2 separate regions of the Rattus norvegicus genome follow, and region 1 is linked to region 2. Evidence: chromatin contacts called from public Hi-C data. All regions are on one chromosome and are shown on one strand. Each heading gives the region's core, a stretch centred on a gene start, on an enhancer-like site or on the middle of the called end of the contact. The rest is flanking DNA. Distances are from core to core; before and after follow the strand shown. Region 1 holds the start of Ephb2 (Eph receptor B2). Region 2 overlaps Ephb2 (Eph receptor B2).

Evidence for each region. A called contact is a pair of places that touch in the nucleus more often than the background predicts.
Region 1: a contact with region 2 is called in a Hi-C map of kidney, with 2.6 times the contacts expected there. The contact joins the promoter of Ephb2 here to the enhancer-like site in region 2. A contact is called at or near these places in 2 of 12 Hi-C or Micro-C datasets (kidney and liver).

Annotation. Positions count from the first base shown.
Region 1 is chr5:154,356,697-154,362,580 of GRCr8, forward strand. Ephb2 (Eph receptor B2) reads right to left here and starts at 3,728. Exons shown (of 16, transcript NM_001127319.3): 1 at 3,508-3,728. The coding sequence starts at 3,568.
Region 2 is chr5:154,226,994-154,232,523 of GRCr8, forward strand. All of the region lies in intron 3 of Ephb2 (Eph receptor B2), which reads right to left. Among named protein-coding and RNA genes, the nearest start is that of Lactbl1, 84 kb to the left of the region's middle. Within about 2 kb of position 2,943, at least 4 of the 93 cell types and tissues checked have an H3K27ac peak or open chromatin away from gene starts, as enhancers often do. A contact at or near this core is called in kidney, where this site is marked.

The sequences.
Region 1 (5,884 bases), core at 2,478-4,977, 130 kb after region 2:
GCAGGAAGAATATCAAATCTGGATATTCTCAGCATCCCCAATCACTGACGTCATCCACCTTTCCAAACACAAATCTGGCTAGGTCCCTCAATAAACAGCTCAAGAACCGTCCATGGCTCCTTCTCCATTTCCCTCAGCATCTTACTCTTCCACCCCAGCCCTTCGGCATCTGCCTCGGGTTCCTTCTAAGTCTCAGCTCACACTGGTGCCCTCGAGGCACACTCCCTTAGGTCACACCCAAGGAAATGCCAGATCATCTGGCTCCCGGACCTTTCCATATGCTGCTGGCTTGCCTGGCAACATTTTCCTCATCCTCACAGTCCCAAAGTCAACCGCCTCAACTCTGAAGAGACCAATCTGTAAAAAAAAAAAAAAAAAAAAAAAAAAAAAACCGCCAGGTGGCTAAGAAAGTTCATTGCCGGGAGAGTGGGGAGTGAGAAAATGAACCGCAGGCTAGAACCATAAAAGAGGAAACAACCCTTTCCCAGCCCAAACTGCACCCCCAGGTGGCCCTCAACTTCCTTCTGGCAGTGCTTGGGGACACACTTCACACATCGGCTCTTGCCAACTATTTTCTCTGTCAGCCTGTCCCCTGTCTCCTTGCTGGCCCCAGGGTCCAGCACCACCCAGCCAAAAGGGAGCACCATCAATATTTGGAGAGCAGATGCAGGGCTGTGAAGGGGAGACCTCAGCTTTCACGTTCCATCTAGTAGTGAGTCGGCCACCATCCTCTGTCAGATGTGTCCCTGGGCCTAGCTCCAGATGTTCAACACTTTGCTTTTCCTGGAGTGGTGGGGGGGGGTCTTGTGGTTTGGGCGAGACTATGCTCACCACTCTTGCTAGGGGAACCACTCCCCAGCACACACACATGCGTGCGCACATGCACGTGCACCCCATCTCCTCTCAAGCATTCCACAGGCTGGAGCTGGAAATCCTTAGGCTATAATGTTCAGGGGCAGCCCCGTGAGGGGCTGGGAGACAGAGCAAGCCAGAAGAGAAAGGAAGGCAGGCAGTAGTGGCCTCATAGCTCTGGATGCTAGAGGCAAGGGCTGTCCTCCCTGGTCTCTGGTATCCATACTGTCCCACAGATGGGGCTGCACCTAGGAGAATCCAAACGTGCCCCAGATAGGCCATAGGCAGTAACACCTATCCCGCCTTCTCGGCATAAAGCCCGTACTCAATTCTTGTAGCTGGATTCGTTCTCCATCCACTACCCAGTGTGATCGTTACAGTCACGCAGTGTGAGACAGCTAGTGTGGTCACCTTAAGTGACAGAGGGAGAGACGGAGGCTTGGAGAACGATTTGGGGATGGTATGTATAATGACAGAACCGCCAGAGAATAGCCAGAGGAGGCCCTACCTAGGGAAACTGAGGCTCTTACAGAGAAGGCAGCTGGCCCGGGGTCCCAAGAGAACTAGAAGCAGCCCCCTGAGATCAACCTCATACCATCTCTCAGTCCCATATGAGCGGATCATGATGAATTAAATTCTCTAGTGTCCTCCTATTCCTGCCCCCAAACGGGCAGCCATCCCATCTTGTGACATCAACTGCCAACCAGGCCTATGTCCAGGGCCAGGGCCCAGCCAGGCCACGGCCCCCCAGATTCTAACCACCCACTTGCCAGAGCTGGACAGACGTGGCCCTTCCATCTACCCCACGGTAATTAAAAACACACTTGGGCCTTCTCAAACGCGCAAGAGAGGCCAATTTTCTTCCCCTCCAGCCCCACTGACTGCAACCTAAAGAGCAATATTTATGCCAAGCTCCCCAAAATACTGTAAACATCCCAACGTATAGCGGGCCAGCACATGAGTCATTTCCCCAAAGCCGGAGTAATGAGTGGTACACCAACCAAATCCCAGGGTGCTCCCCGCCAGCAGCCGGGCTCCAGGGCTGCCCTCCACACCCAGGGCCCGTGGCACCCTCAGTGCCCTGGCCACCCCACTCTGGGAAACCGCAGGCAGCCGCCAAATCCTGCAGGAGCCGGAGGACAGCTGCCTTGGTGCCAAACACTATGGCTGCCATCCAAGGACCCCCCCTTCTCCCTGCACTGCGGTCACTAAAATGCTCATTACTGAGAGGGAAACTAAGTTATAGCACGGGGTCCCCCGCCATGCCTGGAGTGGCTGTGCCTGGACCCCTCACAGCTTCTTCCCAAAGTGACCCGAGAAGAGGGCAGTCTGTGTCTCACCCCTCAAGCCCTCGGTGGCACACTCCTAGAAGAGGGTCACTCTCTTTAGGGGTAAGAAAGCCCAGCCAGTTGTCTGAAAGACCTCAGACCCAGGGCCTATTTTTATCGCCCAATGGCTATGGCTGAGACAGGATTTTTCTGAACCCGCGGTTTCCCTATTTGTTTAAAAAAAAAAAAAAAACAGTAAAAATTCGACCCATCTGGCTTCCCGGAAGACTTCTCTTGAAGGATTCAACACGGATTGTCGGCCGGCAAGCACTTTGCAAAGAAGGCTTCAAGTACCTTGTCAACCGTGCAGCACGCTGTAAACCACTGAGAGCAAAGTACTTCATAAACTGAAGCGATTGGCAAACTGTAAAGCGCAGTACACGTGAGAACCATTATTAGGATTCACGCCTGGTCCTACCAGCCCAGCCATTCCTGGTGGACACACCCAGACCCCCGCTAACAACTTTCCCTCCAAAGCCAGCGAGCTGCGACCACCTGGCAGCCACTCCCGCCCCCGGGGGGTCGGGTGGTACCACAGAGCGGGGCCTCGGGGAGAGGCCCTGAGACCCAGGCCAAGGCCAACAACACATGGCAAAGCATCTGGTCGGGGCTCTGACGGCAGCTGGAGAGTTCTAGGGGCTCTAGACTCCACGCTGAGCTCTGTCGCCCTCGGGGCGGTGGCCCGCAGAGGTACCCAGAGAACCCGGCGCGCAAGAAAGATGCCCATCGCCCCATCCCCCGCTCAGTCCTGCTGGGGAGGGGACCCCATTGTACGCCGCGAGCGACCGGGCGGGCATGGACGCGGCGGTGGGGGACACGCGCGCTTCGCTCCACTCCGCGGGTGCCCCTGCTCTTCGGGTGGCCCAGACTGCATCCAAGGGGGCGCGGCCAGGGATCCCCAATCCTTGGCGCGGCCGCGGTGCCTCCCTCGGAACGCTCCCTGCCAAACTTTGCAGCGCCCACTGCGCGCCGGGCCCGCGCCCCTGAGCTCGGTGCCGAGGCAGCGCCGGGCTCTGCGGGGATGCGGGGACCTCGGTGGCGGGCGCGCAGTGGTAAGAGTCCCCAGCCCTGGGCGGCGCTCGCCGGGCTGGCTACAAAGCCTCGGCAAGATGGTCCCTTCGCCTCCTCCTGGCACAGTCAATCAGCGCCCGCCGCTCCCCGGGCGCCCGCGGGGCCCCGCGTCCTCCCCAGCAGTGGCCGCCGGCCACACCTCCCCGCGGCCACCTGCGCCCCGCACCGGTCCCCGGGCAAACTTTGCGACCGCGGGGCCGAGTGAGGGGGCGACCCGGGGCCGCGGCGGCCGCTCCCCGCCCCCATCCCCGCTCACCTTCCACGGCGGCTAGCAGCGGCAGCAGCAGCAGCGCGGCCCCCAGCCTGCGCACGGCCATTGCTACGCTGCCCGGAGCCTCGGGCCGCGGCGCCGCGGGGACCCCCGGGCTGGAGCGCGCGCCCCGGGCTCGGGGGGCCGGCGGGGAGCGGCGGGGCGCGGCGCACACACACACGAGCCGCCGCCGCCGCGCAGCCAGCAGAATGAGCCATCCAGCCCGGGCAGAACGGGGACCCGGGCTCCGCCAGCGCTGGGCACGGCCCACCTGAACCGCGGGCGTGGGGGGAGCCGGGGTTGGACTGCCAATCCTGTGCCCTTGCCCGGTGCATCCACGGGTCGTACCACGCCCGAGGCATGGTCTCCTAATTCTCTTGTGTCCCTTCAGAGGGAGCATCATCCGCGTAGGAACATTGTGATCCCCCGCACCCGGGTGTCCGGGACCCCGGATTCCCCCCCGCGCAGCAGTGGTCTCTCCCGGCGCTGTGGCTCCTCCAGATAAAGCAGCGATTTCAACCCAAATGTTTCTCAATTTTTATTGAATGCTGCAAAGCCGAGATCGTCTGGCGCGGCTGACAGGAGCAGAGAGAGGGGACCCGGGGCGGGGGGGCGGAGAGCGTAGAAGGGGCTGCCCAAAGCCGGGGGACTGGCCCTACCTGTCAGGACTGGGAGTGCCACCCCCTTGCTTGAGCCCTGCCACCCGCGTCCCTGCGGCTTCGAAAGGGACTGAACTGCAATGAATGAGGGGGGAAAGGGGGGAGCTGGGAACAAAACAGGCGGCTTTCCCAGGCTCTAGGGTTGGGCTGGGGCCTCTGCCTGGGAGAGTGGGCCTTGGCGCTCGCCCGCGGGCCCGGGGTTCTCTCTGGCAGGGGTGGCGGGCCCTGGCAGGCAGACCCCAGGCCTTCCCTCCTCGCCTTGTTGTCTTGCGCGAGCCCACCGGCCCCTCCCCGCGGACCTTTCCAGCCGCACATTGTATTTCTCCTCTGTTGATCTGGTTCCCCGTGCAGTTTGCGCGCAAGGGTGTGGAGGAGGCCCGAGGGTGGGGGGTGCCTAGCGACAGCCCCTACTCCACCCCTCGGTGGAATGGACCTGTCTGGGCTGCTCGGTTTTGTGCATAGCTGTCCCTTCGGGGAGGACACAACCCCTTGTTCCATTTCTGCGGGCCCAGCCTGCTCTGACAGCCTTCATCACCATCATCATTAGCGGGCTTGCTGAGACCGGTGGTGGGAGGACTGTAGAGATCCTATGAGAACCACCCAGGCAGGGCCCCTAGCCTTTGGGACCTGTGCTCCTGAAAACACACTTAGCCAACAGCACTGGCCGTGATCTTTGCAGTGGGTGGAAGAATGCTTTCGCGGGGGACAAACTGTTAAAGTCCAGTGCAGACCTCTCCAGTCCCTTTGTCCCACAAACTAGCCAAAATGTCCCAGAGATGTCTTCCCTTCGAGGCGCATCAGGCAGACAGCCCTGAGACACCAACTGAGGTTTGGAAATTTGGGGCACCTTTTGAGGCATTGAGAGTCCACTGGAAATGAGCCTCAACATAGGAGGCCACCTGAAAGCCGTATGTGTTGGGGGCCCAAAAGAGGCAAAAGAGAAGTGAGCTGTGGGTGGGGGGGGGTAGGAGGGAACAGGGAAGATAACCCCCCACCCCTGCCAACACCTTCCACTCCGAGTTGCCTGCAGACTCCTGTCCGGGGTAGAAATTAATTGGGCACCTCGGCTTTTATTCTCTGTTCTGCTCATCAGACGATCCAAGGGACTCTCTTCCTCTCCATCCCCGGTGTTTCCAAGTGGCTACTCCCCACTTCCAGAAACATTTACGGGCCGTCTATTCCATCCTGGATGGTCTCAGCTCTGCTTTCTTTCTACCTATCCCCCGGGGCCTCTTGTCACCATCAACCCACCCTTAGCAATCGACTCCTTCTGGATTCAAAAATCCTTTTTGATTCAAAACACAAATGCTAGACGCCAGTGGTCTTTGAGAGCCCTGGTGCCAGGGATGAGGCTCAGGGCTCTTCCGTTGTCACCACCCTGGTGGCAGGTGCTGACCATCCCAAGTGATATGAGACTGAGGACCAGTTAGGTCGTCTGCTCAAGGCCATATAGCTAGGAGCTAGGAGTCGAGCTGTGTCTGGCACCCACACTCGTCCCTCAGGCCCTCCATAGGTCGATAGAACGTGTCCATTCAATTAGCCAACTTCCCACGGTCAGTGAAAACCTCATTGTTGATAAACAGCAGTCTGGACTTTTACCTGGCCAAACACGAAATTCACAAGAGCAGGAAATAAAGCTCCTATCTTTCCCATCCCGTTCTGCCTCCGTGTTATATTATTCCCCACTTGGGATCCTATAGAATGGCTGAGTCTTGTCAGCCATC
Region 2 (5,530 bases), core at 1,693-4,192:
TTCTGGGGTCTGCAAAACAGCGGCTCCCCTGACTGTCTTGGAAAGGAATTTGCCGAAAGAGTTCTGAGAACAGAGTTGGGTGGCTGCGCGGTCTTCGACAGTGCGAGCCAGGCCACCTCTTGGCGATGTGCCTTGGCTGTGCCTGGCAAGGCAGGTGTTGGAGGGACCATCCCTCTGGCCTCCCCGGGTATCAGACTCTGGCTGTAGACAGCACCAGGCTCTGCCTTTTTATTTTGCACTGTGAGAAGGCTGACCATGGTGCCAGGGTCTGGTGCTGTACCAAGCTCAGGGTGGGGCTGGGGTGGTCCTAGTGGCTGGGCTGAGCGGAAGAAGAAGCTGCAGTTAGCCTTAGGCAGATTGTCTACTCTTTCCTGCTTTTACCACCCAGATTAACTAGTACTCAGTCCCCGGGGACAAGTCAGGCGGAATGCCCAATCGGTTCCCTCAACACGACTGGGAAGCCACACTGAAGTTTCTGGAAGTCCCAGAGCATCCTGGGACATCCTTGAGGGCCCAGCTGCCCTTGGGTCTGGACAGGAACTTCTCCAGCTACACATGACTCATGACTGCCCTGAACACAGGCGGCGACTATTCTTGCTTTTTTTTTTTTTTTTTTTTTTGCAGAACTGAGTTTTGAACCTTCACACACCAGGCAAGCACTCTCTGCCACTGACTGACACCCCTGGTTTTATTGTGTCTTTCAAGACTCACTCCCTAGGCCATATGGGCCTTAACCTTATAATCCCCCTGCCACAACCTTCCGAACAACTGGGATTACAGCTCTAGACCACCAGGCCTGGCTATTGGTGTTGACGTTTTAAAAGTGAGGAAACCAAGGAATGGAAGTGTCCTGTAAAATGTCACGTATAGCCAAGGGCTTGGGAGCAGATTATAGCCCTCGAAGGCGGAGAATTATGCTCAAGGCTAGCTAGCGAACCTGTGGACTAGGGTCTTTGATCTACTCTGGATCCCCCAAATCTCCTTCCACACCCCTGGCAATTGACTCTCTAAGAACCCCACCTTCTTGCCCTGCCCAGCTGGAGCCTCTTGAGGGCAGCAGCCCCTGATTCACCTGGCACAGAATCAGTACTCTGTATCAGCTCCATAAGTGACCGTCCCCAAGTCTGAAGACTAGTGTGGCCTGGAGTGCGGTTCCCTGGTCTTCTGCAATGGCCCCAAGGGACACAGCTCACAGTGTTTGAGAAAGCTACGCACGGGATTCCCACAGCATGCATAGGTGACGGGGAGGGGTGGGGGATGCTTGGCAGCTCGGTTTTTCTAGTTCCTGGACTCTGTGTCAGGCCCCTGGTCCCCTCAAGCCTGCTTCCCTTCAAGATATCCCAGCTCCCCACCAAGAGGCCAGAGCTCCTACCCACCCAGCAGGCAGCCCCATTCCTCCAATTTCCTCTCAATTAATCAAGCTCTGAACTTTTTAATTATCTGCCTGCAGGGTGACTCCCGCACTGAAGCAATTAAGGACATTTCTGAGGGCCGCGTGGTTGTGGTTGCTGCAGGCTCTGGCGCAGAGGCTGACCAGCCCTCACGGAGGAGGGCGCCACAGGCAGGAGGGCTGAGCGACATTCACAACCCCTGGGCCGCAAGGTTACGGGAGGGGACCGAGCTGGAGCTATGCCAGGGATCCGGGGCCACACAAGCCACCGTGATCACCCTTGTGGTCCTTCTGTGCCTTCCCTCTGTCGAGGGGGCTGATATGGATCCTAGCAGCCACCAGGTGATGGTTCAGGGCTGGGGCTTAGGATACCAGGCGTCTTCACCTTGACCCCGAGAGTGGGAAAGATGTCTATTTCACAGACGAGAAAACAGAGGCTGAACATCTGGCCAGTTTGTGCTGCCGCTGGACCGGAAGGCGGCTCTAATCCTGCAGCCACTTTCTTCCATGTTCTTTCTATCCTGGGCTGGTGGTGTGGGAAATTGCCCCGGAGTGTCAAGAAAGTGTATGGCCCAGAAGAGGTGTCCTCCAGGATAGAGGTCTGCTTACACAGGAGGCGCTGCTGGTGGGAGAGGGCTTGGTAGGCAGACGGCTCAGCTCTGCAGAGGCATGGGGGTGGGAAAGAGTATGGTGCGCGTAGGGAACTCAGAATACTGCAGGGTTGCTGAAGCATGAAGATCAAGGCCCCTGGGAGGCAGGTGATGCTGGAGAGGTAGGAGGGGTTCTGGGGAAATCAAATTCACAGAGCTTTTTAAGACATGCTCTCTAAGTGCCTGTAGAGTTTTATGACTGTAGACTCTACCACCCAGGCAGGGCTAGTAACTCACCTAAGGTCACATGGTAAGTTACCGTGGAGAGAGAGAGAGACAGAAGAGGCACAGAACTGTGCAGTGGCCTTCTCGAGATGTGTCTGGCGTTTGCCTGCGCCCTCCTTCCGTTCTACTCTTAGGAGCTGCCGGAAGCTCTCCCCAGTGTTGCCGGGGTTGAGGGGGATAAGGGTGGGGTTGTGGGTGAGGGTCGAGATGGGGCTATGGGTGGTTATAAGGGCAAGGCTGTGGGTGGTTGTAGGGGTGGGGCTGAAGGTGAGAGTAGGGGTGAGGCTGTGGGGGGTAGGGGTGAGGCTGTGTGGATGGCTGTAGGGGTGAGGCTGTGTGGATGGCTGTAGGGGTGGGGCTGTGTGGAGTAGGGGTGAGGCTGTGTGGATGGCTGTAGGGGTGGGGCTGTGTGGAGGAGTAGGGGTGTGTGTGGAAAGGCAGGTATCCCAAAGAACAGGAAGCAACTCAGGAGGCTCTGTTCAGGAACTTCTAAAACTCCCGCCTTAGCTGGAGTAAAAATCGATAACCTTCTCTTCCTCCCTTCCTCAATGGACTCAAGTCCCACAGCATTCCTCTAACCTCAGGGCCTTTGTACATGCTGATCCGCCTGCCTGGGTCAAGCCCTTCCTCTCCTGTCAGCGAGTGAATGCCCCACGACACCCTTCTGAGGAAAGGGAAGGGTTGGAGACTATCTGGGTGGTGAGCCTCTCCCGACCAGTGCTGCCTAACACTGGGACTCACTGTCTGTCTGCTGGAATGTTGAGTGTTAAATAATAATTACCACATGCCTGAGGGGAAGCCGGATATGTCCAGAAAGCTTGGCACATCTGGTAGGGGCAGCCCCAAGCCCCAGGCACATGTGGCTGCTCTACTGACAGGTGTTAGAGCGGGCCACGGAGATGGGACCCGGTGTCCCAGACACGGCGTCAGAGTGGGTGGTGGAGCTGTCGGTACTGCCTTGTATGGCTCACTGAACCTCTGTGGCCACGCTGAAACCCAGACCCTGGGCCACCAGATTCCAAAGTCCCTGCATCACTCTGTTGGAGCTGTCACCCCTGCTGGGGCTGGAGGTCCTAAGGACGCTCCCTCCCCTCTCCAGCTGGATGGCTCTCCCTGGGTCACCTCCTGCAGTAGTCCCTCTGTGACTGGATCCAGAAATCTGGTCCTGGCCCCACCTGAGGGAGCCCTGCACTGGGGCTGGCCTCCCTCCTACCCCTGCCCCAAGCAAACCAGGCTCATTAATAAAGGACACAATTAGCTGTCAGCAGAGAGCATGTCTGGAATTTTTTACCTGCTTGGTGAACTGAGTTAGGCCAACAAACCCGGGACACCCGGGGAGTCAGCTGCTATCACACCTTTCAGGCCCTGTCACTGGGCCAGGGTGGGAGTGTCGGCTCACAGGCCCTGGCCTGTGTGGGGTGGCTATTATTTTATTTTATTTTATTTTTTCAGGCCAGTGGTGACATTGACAGAGGGAGAGAGATTCCTGGCGGGTGGCTTTTTCAGCCCGTCACGCAGCGTTCTGTCTCCTGTCCCACATCAATTTTCAGAGTCAGATGGACCTCGAGAAGAAGCTTCTCTCCTTAGTCTCATTTGACAGTGAGGGAGACCAAGGCCTGGGAAGGGAACAGCACTTTGTTCATGGTGGAGAATAAACAGCCCTCTTACTGCATTCTCGAGCATGCATGCCTTACTGCTGTGAGTCCGCTAGAGTGTTCTAAAATTCCTAAGACCATGTAGTTTGGGGTAGGCGCTAGGGCTGGAGTGAGGAGCTATGGGCCCTGCCTTCATGGAAGGGAAAGCTCTAGGGAGTGAGACAGAGGGAAGAGGCAAGGGACCATAGAAACAATGTGTCTGCTGTGGTGGGTGACCAGAGACATGAGGGCTGGGAGGTGGTGCCAGGGGTATGGGACCACTGCGGCATTTAAAAGGCAACACCTTGGCTGAGGGGGGCCATGGTATAGTGAGAGTCCCTGCTGAGCGTTCTTGAGGCCTCGTGTTCCACCCCTGGCACCGAAAGGAAAAAGACAAGAAGACATAAATAGGACTTAGGGATAAGGCTCGGTTAGTAGGGCACCCGCCTGGCACTCATGAAGACCTCAGGTTGATGCCAAGCCCGGAACAAGTTGGGAGTAGCAGGTACCTTGCCCGTGACCCCAGAACTTGGAAGGTGGAGGAAGGAGGACCAGTTTAAGGCAAATTTTTGGTTACATAGCAGGCTCAAGGCTAACCTAGGCTATGTGAAACTCTGACTCAAAATAAATAATTAAGAGTTAACACCTCCGTCAGGTACGGAGGCTCACGTCTGTGATCCCAGAATTTGTGCGACTGATCACTAGTTCAAGGCCACTCTGGGCTATGTACAGCCGTTGTCTCAAAGATAAGTACATAAAAATAAATAAATGGCGGCGTTGGGGATTTAGCTCAGTGGTAGAGCGCTTGCCTAGGAAGCGCAAGGCCCTGGGTTCGGTCCCCAGCTCCGAAAAAAAAATAAATAAAAAACAAACAAACAAACAAATAAATAAATGGCAACGGGGGGGATGGAGATATGACCAACCTTGGTGTTGTAGGTACTTATCTGAGTCAGGGATGTAAGTTGGACGGCACTGGGTGCTAAGTACCTATTTGTTCTTAGTCTATGAGTCCAGACAGAGAAAATAACAAGGTCCTCGAAGAGACTGCCTACCAGGAACTTTTGTCCCAGTGACTTGGGACTTGTCAATCTGTGAATCACTCTACAGATGAGAAACCGAGGCTCATTGTCATACAATGCCATTCGCAGGGCACACAAATGCTGCACACAGTGGCGTCAGCCTCTCATGCCTGCCTGTTTCTCTCTCTCTGTCTCTTTTGGGTGCTTTCTGAAACCTCTGCCTCCAGAAAGGTTTATTTGCTTGGATCCTGGGCACTATGAATTGGATGCTAATAAAAGCTTGACTGGAGAGGACTGAGCTTTGAGCACCTCAGGGGACAAGGATGAGACGACAGGGAGAGAGAGAACAGACTCACATTCACATGGAGGCTCCCTCCTAGGGGCACAGAAACTACTCCTGTTGGCTCCTGGGAGCATGAGAAGCTCCATCAAACCTGTGCTATAAATCATGGCTTGGCAGCCGTCCCCGAGAAAAGATCTGGGGGTTTGAGTTGACCACAAGCCAAAGGCTGCTGAAAACGCCAGAGAGGTAGTAGGCCTTACAAGCAGAAGGGATTGCCAGCCCGGCATCCTCCTGCTGTGGAAACGGGTTCCCTTGGAGCTCCCGGTAAG